Linked DNA regions of Mus musculus: all the other regions are linked to region 2. A link is a contact called in public HiChIP or PLAC-seq and promoter capture Hi-C data. All regions are on one chromosome and are shown on one strand. The core of a region is the stretch at or near the end of the contact, and the rest is flanking DNA. Distances in the headings are between cores, read along the strand shown. Region 1 holds the start of Unc5d (unc-5 netrin receptor D). Region 2 holds the start of Rab11fip1 (RAB11 family interacting protein 1 (class I)). Region 3 holds the start of Plekha2 (pleckstrin homology domain-containing, family A (phosphoinositide binding specific) member 2).

The links. Promoter capture Hi-C pulls out the DNA fragments that hold promoters and counts their contacts. HiChIP or PLAC-seq counts read pairs in DNA pulled down with a chosen protein or histone mark.
Region 1: a promoter capture Hi-C map of hippocampal neurons shows a contact between it and region 2, with 8 times the contacts expected there. The contact joins the promoter of Unc5d here to the promoter of Rab11fip1 in region 2. A contact is called at or near these places in 2 of 39 promoter capture datasets (hippocampal neurons and liver) and 1 of 9 other capture datasets (embryonic stem cells).
Region 3: an H3K27ac HiChIP or PLAC-seq map of bone marrow-derived dendritic cells shows a contact between it and region 2, with 10 times the contacts expected there. The contact joins the promoter of Plekha2 here to the promoter of Rab11fip1 in region 2. A contact is called at or near these places in 2 of 115 datasets of contacts at active chromatin or transcription factors (bone marrow-derived dendritic cells and embryonic stem cells).

What each region holds. Positions count from the first base shown.
Region 1 is chr8:29,217,490-29,221,766 of GRCm38.p6, forward strand. It overlaps Unc5d (unc-5 netrin receptor D), which reads right to left and starts at 2,147. Exons shown (of 18, transcript NM_153135.3): 1 at 1,753-2,147. The coding sequence starts at 1,849.
Region 2 is chr8:27,172,283-27,176,522 of GRCm38.p6, forward strand. Rab11fip1 (RAB11 family interacting protein 1 (class I)) reads right to left here and starts at 2,364. Exons shown (of 6, transcript NM_001080813.2): 1 at 1,927-2,364. The coding sequence starts at 2,303.
Region 3 is chr8:25,099,436-25,103,381 of GRCm38.p6, forward strand. Plekha2 (pleckstrin homology domain-containing, family A (phosphoinositide binding specific) member 2) reads right to left here and starts at 2,376. Exons shown (of 12, transcript NM_031257.3): 1 at 2,225-2,376. It overlaps 5830408C22Rik (RIKEN cDNA 5830408C22 gene), which reads left to right and starts at 2,744. Exons shown (of 2, transcript NR_155282.1): 1 at 2,744-2,776.

The sequences.
Region 1 (4,277 bases), core at 897-3,396, 2.0 Mb after region 2:
TTCCAGGAGACCTTTACAGAACAGCTTGCAGACAAGAGGTGCTAGCCTTCGTTCACAGCCAGCAAAACCGCATCCAAAAGGCTGCTGGCGTGTGTCCCCACCTCTTGTTTTGAGCTGGCTTAAAGACAACTCCACAAACCAGATTCTGAGGGTCAGTATCTGGAGTCAGTCATCATGAGCGATCCCATGCTGTGACTAGAAAGTAGTAACTCGGACATTTCAGGCCTCATGTAGGAGAAAGAGAGGGGCAAAGCACCGACCCCTGGCACCCCTGCTTTCCCCCTAACAGAATAGAAAACACTCAAGAGTTGCCTGAGCAGTTAGGCAGTCTCTAGTTCCCCCGTAGTATACTAAATGGCTGAAGCCCAGGCTCCTCCAACAAGAGAAAGAAACACGCCTCACTCTAACAATCACTCGTATTTAAAGCCTTTCCTTATTTTTGAAAGCCTGCTCCATTATAAAAAGAAAAGGGGAGGGTGAAAAAGTTCAGGAAATGAAATGCAAATAGGCATAGAATAGGATCATACTGCTGAAAACCTCTATCCACCCTTTTAATTCCTCTTTCCAGGCGGTATCGCTGCTCCTAACACCGTTAGCTTCTATTAAAAAAAATGAGATTATACCGGTTCTTGGCATCTTTGTCAACCCTTCCAAAGGCCTCACAGCTACTAGCGATATGTTCAAGAGACAGAACAGAAGGAGAGGTGGTTAGCCCGGTGCCACCTCTTGCTAGACAAGCGTTAGGTAAATCATTTAATGCAATTACATATTCTAAGCCGGCTGGATGGCAAGCAGCAAAGAAGAAAGGTAAAGAAGGGCAGGGAAAGGGAAGCTTCTAGATTATTTCAAAGGTAGCCACAGCACTGGGGCTGTCTGGAACTGCCTGTGATCAGCTTCAAAACAGGTCCGTGTGGTTTATCTTTAAGTTGATGCTCTGCTGGAGTGCAGCGGATCTAGAAAAAGAGTGTGTGTATGTGTGTGTGTGTGGGGGGGGGGGGGGGGGCTCCTGAGCTTATTAGAAGCAGAGAAATCTCTGCTTCTAAATTTCCCTGCTGCTCAGTAGGGCCCGCGCTTCTAAGCTGGTATAAGCACCCGATAGGGAGAGGATGCGCCGAGAGTACAGCCTCCCTCCGGCCAACTGCTTATCCGGCTGGGCACTGCAGGCGCAGTTAAACCCCAGGGTACACACTCCCCAGAGCTCTTGCCCCCTCGCAGATTCTGTAAGGCAAAACCACTGCTGGCTTAGAGCCAAGACTAGGGTCGCCCGAGGGGCTTGGTGCAGAGCGAAGTGACCAGCTTGGATGCTTCCCCCTGAAGGGGAAAAAAAGCGCAGTCTCTATTGGAACCCACGGGCATGCCTCTTTCCCTATGCACTCTCGAACATCACCGTGGGCTCCCACCCAGGGACGAGCTCGCCCAAGAAGGAAAAGTGGAGAGGACCAAGGCGAGAGAGGATATAGGGAAGACGAGTTTTCCAGTCTGCAACAATTGAGGGGCGGAGGGTGGGGAGGGAGGTTGGAAAATCTCAGCGGGTGCAAACTCAAGGGGGGGGGGGGCCCGGTCAGAGCAACCTGTAGGATTACTGCAGATAGCAAACTTGGGTTGAAAGGCAGTGGTCCCCTGGAGCTCCTCTAACACGGTTCCCACTGAGTCGGGCTACGCGCGCGGAGAGAAGCCAGAACAACTTGGGAAACCCACGCCGAAGGTGAGAGTCCCGCTCCCCTCGCGCACCGCTGTCCACCCAGCGCTTACCTCGGGCAGCCGCAGCCCCCGCCGCCCAGAAAAAGAGTCCTAGCCATGGGAGCCACCGGCGCGCCCCGCGGCTGCCGTCTGCAGCCCCTGTCCCCATGCTCCGAGCTCCTCTCAGGATTCGCTCCTCTTCCACGCCCTGGAAGTCCGCGAGGAACGACGGCAGGGAGCCAACGCCAGTAGGTTTCCCCGGAGGTGGTGGTCTGTGGCGAGTCTCTTTTTCCCCACCGCCGCTCCCTACAGCAGCGGAACAGGGATATCAGATGGGCAGCGGGACGCAGCGCGCGCCCCCATCGCCTCCTGCGGCGCCGCCCGCCGTCCCCGCTAAGCGGCCCGCAGCCCCAGCTCCGCTCCGGGTCCGGGACTACCAAACCGAGCCTGGAGACCGCATCGCTAATGAGCCCCGGGGCCGCCTCTGCTCCACCCCTCCGAGCGGCGGCCAATGAGTCACGCCGGGGCGGGGCGATGGGCGGGGCCGGGCTCGGGAGGCGCAGGTGAGTCCGCAGCCGCCGCACGTGCGGGCACCGCCTCCCCGCTGCAGAGGCCCCCGCGCGTGCGGGATTGCAGCGCGCCCGAGCCCGGCGGCCGGAGGCGAGGATGCGCGAGCGCAAGCTGTGCCGAGCAGCCCGGCCTCTTGGAGGCGAGCGCCCAGCGGCAGAATGTGGGCGTCTGGCTTGCTAACTCTGAGTGAGACAGCGGCTTCCAGGAAACCAAGGTTTCGCTCAACTTTGAGTTCCACTTTTACCCGCAGTCCTGGGGAGGACGGGACGGGCGCTAGGGAGAAAAGAGGGTGGGGGTGGGGGGTGGGGGCAATGATAAGCTTCAACTGTGCCCAAATGTGAAAACGAAGAGGGAAATGAATCGAGGGCTTCTGGGGATGTATGGGATCAAATTTTACTTTAAGGAAGCAAAACCTTTTTTTTTTTTTTTTTTTTTTTTTAATACTTGCCGCTCTGGAATCTCAAAAGTTCTCAAAACTGCTTCACATCTGACCACTTAATGTGGTTTTGTTCATTCCAATTCAGGCCCTCGAAATTGCCTTTCTAGTAAGTAAGTAAAGTTCAAAAGGAGACCTGCTCAAAGTCTTCAGAGAAGAAAGAAAGGGAACATTTGTTTAAGCACACCACCCCTCCCTTCCCAGTCCCCTTTTATTAGATGGCTTGATCTTTACCTGATCTTGGAAGGGCCTCAAAGTTGTCTCTTTACCCCATCCGCTGGAGCAGGCAACCAGCTACAGACGACAACCCCCTTCCCCAAGACCGTTGGCTTCCTGTCCAGGTCTCCACAGTCAGACCATGGCTTTCTGTCAGAAGCTTTCAAAATGTCCCCTGTACTCAGCTGGTCAGAAATCTGGGTTCTCAATACAGATGGAAAGCTTCAATTAAAAGACAGCATTGGCAAGTGATTCCTCAATGGCTACCAAGCTCACTAGCCCACACATGCACACACACAAACAACAACAACAACAAAAATCTTGTCCAAGTGCAACCTGCTCCCAAACACCTCTGTATGGAAAAAAAAAATGGTTTGAGGTGGAGAGATTGTTGTGAAGGAGGTAATCACACTAACTTACTTGCTCCCAAAGACAAAGGGGATGATAGACAAAGATTGATTACCCGATAAACAGGTAGGCCATCCCTCTCTGCAGACACCAGGCTTGTGCACGTCAGCGGAAGGAGCTGATTTTTTCCTACAGAGCTCTTGCAGCTCAATAACAAGTTTAGGTCCTGGTGGAGAAAACCAAACCCTGGGGAACAGATACTTCAAAGCAAAGACTGATGTGGGGCCTGGCCAGGGACTTGCCTGGAAATCTCTTTAGAATCTTGGTAAATGAGGGGTTTGTCCTTTCCTTCTGAGAAGGTGAATTGAGAATTAATCTACCAAATACGCCTCACCTGTCTCCCAGAAACTACTCATTCATTGCCTGCCTTCCTGTATGGCTGAAGACTATGTGACAGTCCCCTTACAAATGAGCATTTCTGTTTAAAAAGAAAGAAAGAAAAATTTAGTTATATTTTCAATATTCTATGACCATAGTTAATTCTCTTTATTGTCCCCACAGGGAGCAAAAAATAAAGTCAGTTTATTTTGGGAATCTGAAAAATAGATAAGCTAGTTTGACATTAATAATTCTAGAAAATATGATGAATGAAATGGTGGAAAAACAAAATTACCATTGAACAAATCCTAATCTTAAGGAGTGGGTCTTCATACATGTTTTTAAAGAAGACTCTACAAAGCTGATATATTATCACTATTGGTAGGTAAGGACAATGAATTTGACTTTAGAAGAAAATTGCCCAAGGCTGATGTAAGTAAATGGTTGCGGAACATCAGGAACAAGAACCATTTTCTGTAATTCTACATCCACAGAGCTAGCCATGGGCATGTCTGTCTGGTCAGCGAGGCTTATTTAATTATGGGCTGAGCAGACGCTGTACCTTCAGTGTTACCTGAAGTGTTGCACGCCCTATATTTTACACTGCATATAAATTATGCCACACACATGAATTTCATGCATGTGTATA
Region 2 (4,240 bases), core at 1,114-3,613:
CTTACTTAGTCAATACTGTACTTAGTCAATACTGTAAGACTTACACAGTCTTACTGCCAGTCAATATTGTGACTGAGTGGTAAGCAGCTCATGTGACAGAAACAGGAGTGGCCATGTAGGTGTAGGGTTACCTTAGAGAAAATGAGGAAGAGGGATACAGAGAAGAAAGAGAGCTTAAGGAGGTTTTCATCCCTCACACAGCAGCGCAGGACCTTTTGAACCTTTCCCCTGGCTTCATTAATCCAGGAAGCAGCAACTCTTTACAAACACCAATTAAGGGTAGCAGCATGCTCCATTTATAAATAGGGAAACTGGGGTGTTTGGAGCCAGAGGAGCCCAGCTATGAGTCAGGGGCTAGTGGACGTCAGACCTAGGACTGGGAAACCCCCATCTCCAGCATGGAGATGCAATCTATCTTGCAAGGGGAATGAAATAGTCATATAAGAAACAGTTAAACAAGAGACGTGAACATCCATCTTGGAATGGGGCGAGATGAAGAGCTGGCAGTCAAGCCCTGCAAATGGCATTGAATCCAGAGAGGAAATAAAGTTAACTTCGGCTTCCCTTCCGCAGATACAGTCTGGCTTGTAAGACGCTGTGTTCAGAAATGCCTATTCATCGGTGGCCACAAAAACGACATCAGGTATTTCAATTCTAAACATTGCTTGCTGAAACAGATCCTACCCTAGCCTGGAAAATTCAGCTCCTCTGAATCCTGCCCCATCCCAAGACAAAGTTAAAAGGCCCAGTGTACCTGAAGTACCAGGAAGGAACATAAGGATATGTTTTTCGGCCCAGGGGGGTTTGGTTGTTAACAGAGCTGGCATCTATAAGGTCAAGCAAAGTACCCAGTTAGGCTAATCCAAGCTCTTTGGTACACGAGATAACCGTAATCAAAGGTTCCATTGGTTAAAGTGCCCTTTGCAAACACCAGTGAACAAAATAAAATAAAGTAAAATAATCTGAAGACTTTCAAGTGGCCGGGCGTGGTGGCACACGCCTTTAATCCCAGCACTCAGGAGGCAGAGGCAGGCGGATTTCTGAGTTCAAGGTCAGCCTGGTCTACAGAGGGAGTTCCAGGACAGCCAGGGCTACACAGGGAAACCCTGTCTCGAAACAAACAAACAAACAAACAAACAAACAAACAAAAGACTTTAACGTGAACTGGAGTTTGCCTAACTTTTTCTGCAAAATTAGGATGTCCTGTCAGAACCTTCAATTAAGGGGCCACAGGTAGGCTAGTGAGTAGCCACGGTACCAGGAATTAGAACCAGACAGAATTTACCAAACTCCAAAGAGCAACAACCTATTCTACTCACTTCTACTGAGTCAGTAACAGATCTTGGAACAATCATCGACCACTAATTCAGATCCCAGACAAACAACAAACTGTTCTAGCGTTCATTCCGAGGGGTCGAATCAGATGGGCATGAGAATCAGCAATCACCAGGCTGGTGGTTTTTTTCCCCCACTCTTGTCCTCCCAGGATCGTCCAGCTCTGGGGGCCCTAGGCTTTCACTCCAAATAGCTACCCTCCCTGGCCCAAGGGTTCTCAGCTCAAAGCCTCTCAAGTTCAACAAAATACTCAGGGGAGCGTCCATGCAAGATAAAGCGGATACCCCACCTAATAGGAATTCTCCTACCTGCATATTATTTCAGTTCACCAAAACTTCATCTAGTGCTTAGTGTGCTGTGCGGTCTAAGGGCGCCCTGAGGATTCAAAGGTTCTCCTATCTTCCAAAAGCCCCCATAACTGGGAAAGCTGGAAACTGACAGCCCGAAGAGAAGCTGGGTTAGGTGAGCCTGCGGGCGAGGGGGAGCCAAGGGCCATCCTCCCATAGCGCGGTAGCTGCCACTCTCGCCCCCAAGGTGCACTGCCCGAGCGTCCTTCCTCCCCTGGACTCCCCGCGCCCTGCAGCCACTCACTGCTTCTTCCTGCGGCCCTGGTCCCGGTGCAGCTCCCGCAGGTCCACCTCGGCGCGGCCCAGGAACTTATCGAGACCGAGCAACGCGCGGTGCAGGACGGTGAGCTGCAGGGTGGCGGCGGCGGCCGGCGCGGCCCCGGAGGACAGCAGCGGAGGCAGCTCGAAGGTGGCTTCCTCGCGCCACACGGGCGCGCCCAGGCTGCGCTCCGACACCGACGTGGCGTACTTCTCCTTGCCCACCTGGATCACCGCGTACGCGTCGCTCGTGCCCCCGGGTCCCTTGGCCCGCAAGCCCCGCGCCTGTAGCACCGTCACCTGCACGTGGGTAGGGGACCACATGGTCCCCGGGCCCCGGCCCGCTGAGGCCGCCAGGGACATGGTGGCAGACGCGGCACCAGGCTAGGAAGCCAGAAGGTAGCCGCTGTCCTCGGTCTGGACCGCCCACCGGGCTCCCGAGCCGCTTTAATGCTTCCGGCCACGCCCCCACCACGCCCCCTGCGCCCGCGCGCCACCTGCCCTGGGGGCGGGCCTCGCGGAGAAGGCGGGGACCTAAAGGTCACGTGGGCTGGCGCAGCCTGAAGAGTTTTGGATCAGAGAAGTAATGATGCACTAAGTGGTCCCCAGTTGTCTGAGTCCGTATGAGGGAACAGGAGCAAGCCTGATCCGCCTAGCAGCAGATGTGAGACTTTGCCTCAGTTTCTTCTTGCGTAAAACGAGGCGACAGTCACCCCTTGGATTGCTGTAAAGAAAGTAATACATTTAAGTTTATAGCATAGTTGCATGCCTATGGGAAGGGCTCCGAAAGTGGTAGCTATGCTTGGGTTATACCACACCACTCCAGGGATGCTTCTCCTGCTCTGGTCCCCTGGGTACTGCTCTGGAGGAAGGCGGGGAGCCAGGGATGTTGTGAGAGACTGTGTCGGGGAAGCGGAGGGTAGGTGAGGGACTAGCCTGTGCTACTCTGCCCTTACCACATAGGGTGAGGCTAGGTTAGGAAGAGCAAGAAGGGGGAACTGGAAACGGGGTTGCCAAACCGAACCCCTCGGTTCCCCATTTCTTCCTACGTAAGCCTCTTGCGTCCTCTCTGGGCTCCATCTCTGGCCTCCCACTCGGTTTTCTTGTTCCCAGTCAGTGTCTAGCAGATTGGTGACTTCCCTGAGTGTTTCGGGTCATCCTTCAAAGGCTGAAATCTCCGATGGTGAGTTATTCAGAGTGGAAATGTAACTTTGAAAGCCTTAAGGTTCAGGAAAGATGTGACACGTCCGAGTTCTTACATTAAAGCTGGGGATAGAGCCCTGGTGCCCTGGCTCCCATGCTAGAACTGAGGACACCTCCCGCGCTACAACACTTTAAAGGTTTCCAGACACACACACACACCCCTCCCTCTCCACTGAGCTCCCTCTGGTCGACCAGCCTACTGCTTTCCCGACTTCTGGAACCCCTGCAGTGTTGAATTACCGCCAGCTGCGGTACTTCTCACTTAGACTCTTGAAGGCATTCCTTTTTTGGGTCCCACCCCTTTGTTTTCCTTGACTTCTGGGTAAACAAACCTGCAGCCTAGAGAGTTTCTCTCCCTGGGGCCCCAGCTGTCCCTTATCTACCTCACTGCTTGTCACAGATTTCCACTTGACATAGCTGCCTGAAAGACAGGTGACTTGTTTAACTCCCTGCTTCTCAGTCTTGCGGGGGGGGGGGGGGGGGGAGAAAATAGGACTGCCAAGGTGGCTGGGTCATACAGATTATGAACACCAGGATTTGGAGTTATACATCAGTGTTAGACCTGGCGAGCTAGAAAGCTCACTGGAAGGCTATGAGCAGTGGCATCCTTAAACTGAGCCCAGTTGGGAGGTGGTGGTGCCTGTGAAGAGCATGCCAGTGACAGCCATTTGCCTTCATTTCCCCCTGGGGACTGTCTGCTCTCTGTCCCATCTGCCTTCACTTTACCCATCCTTGCTGTCTATACTCAGCTGGCTGTCCTGCTTGTCCAATGGGCCCTACTAGATGAACTCTACATCTGGGGTCCAAATTGGCTTTGGAAGTTTACAGCTCTGATTCCCTCCACACTCACTTATATATATATATATATACAGGGGTTGGAGAGATAGCTTAGCAGTTAAGAGCACTTGTTGCTCTTCCAGATGACCCAGGTTCTATTCCCAGCACACACATGGTGGCTCATAACTATAGCTCCAGAGGATCTGACAGCCTCTTCTAGCCTCTGCAAGCAAAACACCCATATACATAAAATTTGAAAATTTATAAATATTTATTTTTACTATTTGTACACACACAGAGAGAGAACAAGCTGATCTCAA
Region 3 (3,946 bases), core at 1,126-3,625, 2.1 Mb before region 2:
GGGCTGTTTAAACCTGTGTGTTCGATGGGAAAGCATGTGTTTTGAGATTCTGGGAGCCAAGATTTGGATCAAAGGTCTTCCAGATACAATCCCCCAAAGGATGGTGCCCATCTTCCCAGTCTAGCCAATCCTTTCTCTTGGTTACTGGCTTCTGCTGGGCAGGGCAGGGGTTTTTCTCTCCCCACAGCCTGTCACACTGCAATAATGTTTGTTCTGCTTCCTTCCTTTCCAAAGCCTAGCAGATTAGATTGCTGAGTCCTATCCCGCTTAAACCAAGACAGACAAGAAAGTGAAAGTAAGACTGCCCAAACTGTTCATGGAGGAGAGATCTCACAAGGGGAGCGCTGTGCCCAGCCCAAACTCCTAGCAACCAAGGCCCCCTGGAGGGGACAGAATAAAGAAAGCCTCCTTGCTTTCTGAGACCCAAAAAGCGTCAGCAGTCTACATCCAGTTCAATCTGAGCCATCTAGCCGGCCACAGGGACATCGCCCAGATGTGCACCTGTATCGACTCGAGGAAGTATCAGCGGGATGCACACATGGCCGTGTTCCTGCTCCTTGGTCGTCTAGTGTTGTAGCACACACCTGGGAGCAAGTGCAGGACTGCTGCTCTCCTGGGGTTTGGTGGGCCAGCTAACACTTGTCTCCCTCCCTCACCCCCTCTGGGGCTGGAGGGTAGGGGGGGTCAGGTGAGGGGGGGCTTTGCAAGGCAAGCTCTCTATCTGGAGATACATTCTGCTGTCCCTTTCCCACATCTGCAGAGTTGCTTCAGCAGCAGCCAACAACCAAACCCTGTGTGTGTCCAGGATGGATTGTGTCCCTCAATAAAAACCCCAATCCCAAGAGATCTGAGCTCTCTTCACGTCACTGGGATGACATGAGGGAGGTTGCAGGCCCTACTTCCTTTCACACAAGGGAGAAGCAGCAAGCACTAATGTAAGGGAAGAGAAGGGTGTGCCATCTCTCCACCAAAGGACAGGCAGTTCCCAAATTGATCCCGGGTAGAAATTCGCCAGTTAAGAGGTAGGTAAGACTCCCATGTAAGCCAGCTAAAACTCCACTAAGGGTACCAGTAATCTGTAAAAAGACATCTGCAGATACAGCCAAAGGACTCATCAGTCTAAAGACAATAGCTAGAGAAACGTTGCCTGACACAACCTGAGGCCCCACCTTTCTTCTGTTTCTTCTCAGTGATAGCTTTCATTCATTTGCTCAACAAACTCTACTCTTCTTAGAACCCTGCCTCAGGCAGCACCCAGGGAAAGCTAAACTCTGCCAAGGCCACTGATTATGCTTCAGAAATCCTCCTCTGGCTTCTCCAAACACCAGGGACTCCAGTTTGATGCTCTGCACAGCCAGGGTCCTTCACTAGTCTGACAACTCCCTAAAGACCCGGTGAGCTGCTGGCCCACTGCTAACTCAGTACGTTCTTATTACCAAGTTATTATCATTATTATTAACAAGTCACTAGATGCAACCAAGTTGAAGATAAAACTTCTACCCTTCCTGTGTCTTCTGCTTAGCTGTTGCTGGAAGCGTTATACTCCTCCTGGAGGGGGGTGGGGGGGTGGAGGAGTGGGAGGCAACAAAGAAAGAGTGGGGGATGGGGGACAGCTAATCAAAGACATTAAGAACACTAGCACAATTTTGGAACTTCAGCCTCTACTGCAAACCAAAATGCTCCCAGGAGCCGCAACTGGTTCGTTCTCCCCTGCTCCTCCTCTAGTGTTTATGCGCCTCTGAAAAACTCTTAATTGAGTCCAATCAGGGACAGAAGGAGTACAAACGGAAGATGTTCACGAAGGAAGGAAGCCTTAAAGGTGAAAGACTCGGGGCAGGGCTGCCCAGGGCAGAAGGTGTACAAGGGTGCCCTGGTCATGCCCTGATACTTTTTTTCCCTTCCCACACGACCTGGCCCCATCTCTCCTTTCTTCTTTTCTTTTCCTTTTAAATTTTAAGTCTCCATGGCTGAGCAGAACAGGGAAGCGCGGACGTTAAAGGGGACAGCCTTTTGAGGCTTCCCCTCGAAAGGGTTACCTAACCTGGAACCGACCTACGTTTTCCACCAAGTCACCTCCATTGCCAGGAATCCCAGAAGCCCATGGCGGGAGCAGACGAAAGGAGGAGTCTCCCCAGGGTAGCATTCTAGGCCCGCGCCAAGTTAAAAAGGAGTGAGAAGGAGAAGGAAGAGGCTCCAACACCCAACTCGTGCCTGAGGGACTTGCCTGGGACGTTCTCTGCGCTCCTCCCCTACCCGCTGCCCGGGCAGTCCTTGAGGGGCTACCACCCCTGTGCTTGAACCTCGGAGAAGTTTCGCCGCTGCAAACGTGAGAATCTGCAGCTCCACAGGACACCGCCCCCACACGCCCCACCCCACAGCCCGACCCCTGGCGGTGGCGACCTTGGTCACCCAGGAGGCGCCAGTGCACTGGAGGAGGGGCTGCATTTGGGGCTTTCCTGGGAGCTAGGGGAGGTGGCCCATTGGGCCACCTCCGGTCGCCGTCCACCACCCGGACTGGCGCCACCAAGCAAACCCAGCCGCCCTGCTCCCCTCTCTGCCCTCCGCGCCCGGACCCTTGCGCCTCTCTGCCCGACTCACCGCGCTCTGCGCAGCAAGGGTCGCATCGGGTCCCAGAGCTCTGCGCCTCGGGGCTTCGCTTCCCGCCTGTCCTGCGGCACACTTCTCCCTTATCCTCAGCTGTCCTCCAAGGCCGTCTCTCGACTCTTTTTTTCCGGGTTAATTTCGTTTCACATTAAAGCAAAACCCAGCCCCGGATGTGAGTACAATGCTCCTCGGGCCTCCAGGGGGGAGGAGAGGGGTGCGGAGACCTCGAGGGGACAGCAGCGGGGGATGGCGGGGGGGAGGAGGTTGGTGGGATGTAACCCGGCTGCAGCAGGTGTCCGCGATGGGGTGCTCGACCGTCACGTCCCGAGCCTACTTCTGCGCACTGTGCAGCCGGCCCAAACCGCGGCTGCCCGGAGGGCGAGGGGGCGTTGGGAGTTTAGGGGTGGAGAGAGGAACGCATCGCCCCCTGCGGTCTAAAGTGCACCCCCCGGAGCTAAGAGGGTCGCCAACGCCCTGACCCAGCTTGCCTGGCCCTTCTTGGAGCACGGAGAGAAGTGGGAAAGAGAAGCTGGATTCGATAGGTTCAGCCTAGGGTGACCAGACAGAACTCCAGCGCCCTCGCCCTTCAGTCACACAGCAACCCGTAGGTATCAATCCGGTGCTGGGGCCGATGAGGAAACCGAGACTCCAAGACATTAGGTAACTTGTTCTGGGTCCCCAGTCAGTAGAGGGCAGGTCTGTCCGGTCTAACGCAGGCCTCCCTCGTGGAGACATTGACATTTAAATATAAGTAACGCCAGGCAGACAAAGTGGACTCAATTTTACGGTAAAATTGTCAGCCCAGGGACCGAGCACCGAGAGATGCGGCTTTGGGGGCTGGGGGCGGGGAGGAGGATGCTGATGTCAGCCGTGTGGGTCCAAGGTACTCGGAGTGTGTAGTGAAAAAGTCGCCCCCGGAAGCTCTGCAGGACTAGGCCTGGCTTCGCGGGTGGGAAGTACGGTGCGAGGCAAAGGCAGCCTGGCAGCCTGGGGGCTGAGGGCTGCAGCCAGGTGAGCCGGCAGGAAGGCGGGACGCCCGGCAGCACACGCCCCGAAAGCTCCCCTGATGAAACCGCAGGCGCTTCCTCTTCTATTTTGATAGCCAAAGCGAAAATGAGCCGCCCAGTTCGCTCAGGTGTGAAAAAAAGACGTTTGCTTTAGAACATTATGCTCTGAATGAGGAAGGAAAAGAAAACGAGGTGGGGAGAGGGGAGCCATTTCCCTTGAAATAAACATCAACGTCAATTTTGTACGTTTGAGGAGGTCCCTTGCCCTGCATTGGGGCTTCAAGTAGCATTTCTCCTAACCGGCTCCCATTCCTTAGGCAGCTGGTGACCCGTGA